2 separate regions of the Xenopus laevis genome follow, and region 2 is linked to region 1. The links are chromatin contacts, called in public Hi-C maps. All regions are on one chromosome and are shown on one strand. Each heading gives the region's core, a stretch centred on a gene start, on an enhancer-like site or on the middle of the called end of the contact. The rest is flanking DNA. Distances are from core to core; before and after follow the strand shown.

Evidence for each region. A called contact is a pair of places that touch in the nucleus more often than the background predicts.
Region 2: a Hi-C map of the XTC cell line shows a contact between it and region 1, with 5 times the contacts expected there. The contact joins two enhancer-like sites. A contact is called at or near these places in 2 of 4 Hi-C or Micro-C datasets (the XL177 cell line and the XTC cell line).

The regions. Positions count from the first base shown.
Region 1 is chr6S:33,783,348-33,786,001 of Xenopus_laevis_v10.1, forward strand. No RefSeq gene overlaps it. Among protein-coding and RNA genes, the nearest start is that of LOC121395023, 49 kb to the right of the region's middle. Within about 2 kb of position 1,329, at least 1 of the 7 cell types and tissues checked has an H3K27ac peak or open chromatin away from gene starts, as enhancers often do.
Region 2 is chr6S:33,917,146-33,919,799 of Xenopus_laevis_v10.1, forward strand. No RefSeq gene overlaps it. Among protein-coding and RNA genes, the nearest start is that of LOC121395023, 84 kb to the left of the region's middle. Within about 2 kb of position 1,291, at least 3 of the 7 cell types and tissues checked have an H3K27ac peak or open chromatin away from gene starts, as enhancers often do.

The sequences.
Region 1 (2,654 bases), core at 79-2,578:
GCAGGAGCTGGTAATGTAAAGACATTTAAAAATGAATATGCCTGGTTATCATATACTTCCCATCCACAATATCTAAGATTCTGTGATTGTGTTGCCTTACATTCATCTCCAGTATTGCAACTGAAACGCATATGTTCTCATTTTTGTACCGAAGAATTTCCATTAAGCACAATATAACCTTGCATTGTTGTGTATCCTGAATCATTTCAGGCTTGTTAATTACACTTCGGGTGATTACCGTACCATATGCTACTCAATTTTAATTTCTTTGACCTCTATATTTTGCTAAAAATGTCATTAGAGACTTTGCCCCAAAGCCCTTCTGTACAGCAAAGTGAATTATGTTAAACTGAAACATTAGTTTAACAGCAATTATAACTTGTGAATGTGATTCCTAAATCAGTAATTTATTATCAAGTGTTTTAATATTGTTTTATACAGTATTCCTCATGCTTTTTCATATCTTTTTCTGTTGTTTAACCCCATTCTTTTCTACATTTTCAGCGTTTTATTGGCCTGCCAATGAATATTTTTGAGGGCCCTGTTTCTAACTTTCTTGAGGCCAACACAACTGTAATAACTTCTGTTTGTTGTATATTAGCAGTATTATTCAGTAGGAAGCTTGGTTAACCTAGTAGCGCCCACAACTACTCTTTTAAATAGAGTTATATAGTCTCTCCTTTTATATCTTGTTCCAAAACAGTGTTGCTCAAGCTGTGAGGCCTCCATTGTCTCACTAGCAGATCGGCTGAAATTGCTCCCTATGCTTCTTCCCTATCTCTTCTCAAGATTTATCATACAGGTATAGGATCTATTATTCGCCTGGGACCTGGGGATCTTTCTGTAATTTGGATTGCAATACCTTAAGAAAAACATTTAAACATTAAATAACCCAATAAAATTGTTCTGACAATTTATATTTGTGGTGCAGCAGAGCTCACGGATGCCATCTTTGGATCTTGGGATACTTTTGCGAAAGGACCACCGACATTGTGCTTTTTTGCACATGTGCAGTTAGAGCTGTTTGGTTTACTCGCCTACTGCACATGTGCTGCTCCATAAATAGCCGAATGGAAGAAGAGGATCTGAAGATGGTGTCTGTGAGCTCTGCTGTGCTACTCTGTATGGAGAGGTCTGTGCGACTTCCTGTGACACTTTTCTAAATAGTGGACTATGTGGGGAGGGGGGGGTTTAGTTCCTTTAACTGAAGTGTTGCTAAAGAGGTTTCACACACACAGGATCTCATTGACAAAAACAGACTCAATGCCCTGCTTTTCTTCATTGTGTTGTGACCAGAGCTGCAACTCTTTGAGATCCTAGTATAGAGCACAAAGAATTGCACCTTGCTGTTTATAGAGCTCTGCATACAGAATGAAGAGGGGGGCTTCACATGGACATACCCTGTAATGTCCCTAGTTTATGCATGAAAACACATCAGCTTGGGAATGCCAGGGATTCAAAACAAAACATGACTGGGATGGAGCTTGCTGGGAACAGAATAGAGCATATATAAGATGCACTCGGACTACAAAACCAAAAAACTGTGTGCAGTGTGGGACTTTGATGATCTTGCTACACAACACTGGATGAAATTGCTGATTTTTTATCAAGGTCCCCGACCCGACCTCTCCAGAGCAGCAAGACTGTGCACATGATTAGACTAGTGTTATTCAACTAACAATTTATTCCAATTCTGTTTGTCTGTAAACTGTTTTTGAAACCAGACTAAGAACGAAGAAGTGGTTATTGAAGAATCAGTTTTGTCTCGTACAATGTAATGAATGGCTATCCTGTATATTGGGACAGTTTCAGATCTTTGGCTACCCCTTCCTGTAATGGGCAGCTTATCTTACATTTAGGGGCACATTTACTAAGCTCGAGTGAAGGATTCGAAGTAAAAAAACGTAGAATTTCCAGGTATTTTTGTGGGTACTTCGACCATCGAATAGGCTACTACGACTTCGATTCGAACGATTCGAACTGAAAATCGTTCGACCATTCGATAGTCGAAGTACTGTCTCTTTAAAAAAAACTTAGACTACATACTTCAGTAGTTTAAACCTACCGAGCACAAATGTTAGCCTAAGCTTTTTTTGATCAAAGAAAAATCCTTCGATCGAATAAAATCCTTCGATCGTAGCATTTGCGCTAAATCCTTCGAATTTGATATTCGAATTCGAAGGATTTTACTTCGAGGTTCGAATTTGAGGGTTTATTAACCTTCGATATTCTACCCTTAGTAAATGTGCCCCTTACTGTATGTGGATAGGAACACAAAGCTGTGATGCTGGGTGCATAATTTTATTACATAAAGAGGTCAATGCAATTTTGAAGATACACATACATTTTTTAAAACTTCAGTTGACTTTTGAGGAAGTGGCCATATCCACAAAATGCATCAGGCTTGAAGTCTGTCTATGTATGTGTGCTTCATGATTTTAATATATTTATAGTAAAATTATGGTTTAAATGTCCTGCTGGTGCTTTGTGTATAGTTACATTGGGTTGAAAAAAGACAAAGTCCATTAAGTTCAACCACTCCAAATAAAAACCCAGCATCCATACACGCACCCCTCCATACCTTCGCATAAATTATATATACCCATATCTATATTAACTATGGAGTTTAGTATCACAATAGCCTTTGATACTAA
Region 2 (2,654 bases), core at 41-2,540, 130 kb after region 1:
TTTATTTGGATATTCCATTATACAAGAAAATCATGTAAACATTAAAGGGCATGTAAAGGCAAAAAAATAAAATCCCATTTTTACTTTCTTTAATGAAAAAGAAACCTCCAATATACTTTAATTAAAAATGAGTACTGTTTTTATAAGAAACCTGACTGTATGCAGTGAAATTCTCCCTTCATTTACTGCTGTGGATAGGAATTGTCAGATGGTCCCTAACTGCTGAGCAGGGAAACAATCATACTTATGAACAGCAGGAGCCCCCGCCTTACTTCCCAGCCATGCAGAACTCAAGCAGCTTTGTTTATGACCACACTGAGCATGTGCACAGTCTTAGGGGCCCATTTACTTAGCTCGAGTGAAGTAATAGTTGGAAAAATAGTTCGAATTTCGAATGGTCGAATATGGCTACGTCGACCATCGAATGGGCTACTTCGACCTTCGACTACGACCCTCGACTTCGAATCGAACGATTCGAAACTAAAAATCGTTCGACTATTCGACCATTCGATAGTCAAAGTACTGTCTCTTTAAAAAATTCTTCGACCCCCTAGTTTGCCACCTAAAACCTACTGAGGCCAATGTTAGCCTATGGGGAAGGTCCCCATAGGCTTCCTAACAATTTTCTGATCGAAGGAATATCCTTCGATTGATGGATTAAAAATCCTTCAAATCGTTCGATTCGAAGGATTTAATCGTTCGATAGAAGGAACGATTATTCCTTCGATCGTTCGATCATAGGAATAGCGGTAGTCGAAGGATTTTACTTCGACCCTAGGTAAATGTGCCCCTTAGTCTTGCAAAGATGTTTAACAAAGTTACAAGATGGTGACCCCCTGTAGCCAACTTTGAAAGCATAAATTATTTGTTTGATTAGGCTTGTGGTGCAGTAAGTTCATGTTTATATTTAGTATACAAAATACAGCATTTTTAGCCTTATTCTGTTTTAGACTTTACATGCCCTTTAAATAAACCCAATATGCTGGTTCTGCTTCCAATAAGGGTTAATTATATGTTTGTTTGAATCAAGTAAAAGGTACTGTTTTATTATTACAGAGAAAATGGGAATCATTTTTAAAATGTTTGATTATTTGGATAAAATGGAGATAACTGGTTTCCGAATAACGGATCCCGAACTTGTATCAGAATATCAAATGTCTTGCCTTCGATCTTGGCTGTGACTGTGTTATACACAAACTGTGAAATTAATCAACTGACTTTTGAGACAATTAGCATCCCCCCCTCTCCATCTGCTATTTGTGGAAATTGTCCTTGTAATTGACCAACAGTTCAAACATTGTCTAATCTGGTAACCATCAGCCAACAGCTTTCACACCCAGCTAGACTTCTTTTATTGCAGCACAAGAGATTGCCATCTGAACACAACTGTTTCCATCTCTCCCACAAGATATTGTCGCTTGCAGCGGGCACCGTGCCCCGCTCTGATTGAGTGCAATGTTTATGTTATGTGCATAGCCAACATTCCATGAAATTCATGTCACTCTGCCTGTGAATATGCCTGAACTAAGGAAGCTTTGGGCTCTTGAGAAGTATTGTTACCCTTTATTAAACAAATATTTCGGTTTTCAGACAAGTCACACATCTGTAGCTCTCCTTGATTTGGCTTGAAAGAAATATTACTAACAGCAATGATTTTAGGACTGCTATAAGTAAACAAAATGAAATCCTATCCTACCCCACACAACTGAACAAGGAAAAAAAAACTCTATTCATAAACATGGAATTTAAAGTGAGACTTTGTTTTTTCTCTCTCTCTTACCCCAGGCTGTTACCGAACTGAAACTTAAATCCCAGGGAGTGTCCCTTTCTTTGTGCAAATAAATAGACTTGCCTAAGCCCTTTCCCATGCTGTAAATGAGTAACACAAGTGACAATAGAAAAGATAGCTAAAGGGATCCTTCGTGGAGGCTCTTTGCCATTGTCTCCTCTAACAAAGAGGATGAAGCAGAGGGGAGGAGGGTCATGGAAAAACTTTCTTGTGTGCTCTGTTTTCCTATTTTACCTAATGGCTTCTAGTTTTCATCTTATAGTCTAGGGTGGAATGTATTTTGAAAAGAGATTTGATATCAGGGTCTTCTTTAAAAATAAGAGTAATTGGGAAAATATACACTGCAACATTGAGATTAAAAGAGTAAGACATTCTACAGTACCTTGTGCTCTACATTATTACAAGGGAAATTACTTGGTATCAGCCTTCACATTTTACAATTTTTTTTTTAAAAGTAACCAGTAATTCTTATAGTATCCCAAATAATATTTTGTGGACACACAAATCATTCTGCACACAAAAACAAAACATGTTTTGCATACAAATACAGCAGGAATGGACTATATATTCGGCTAGTGTGCACTAACAAACATCTGCTTTTTATAGGTCCCCAGTAATTAAAATGCATCTATAACTGTTATTAATAACTGTGTCTTTGTTGTTGTTCATTGCACTGGTAACATTTTGTGTGGGATTTGAGCAGCTAGGAACTAAACACTCCCAGAGCTGCTTTTACTACTCTGCAAGAGTGTTAATTCCTTGTATAGACTGCCTTGTAAATGTATGAATCCATTGTACTCTTGAAATGTGTCCGTTTATAGGGTGAAAATGAAGAAAGTGTGTTTATAAAAGGAAACCCGGTTCA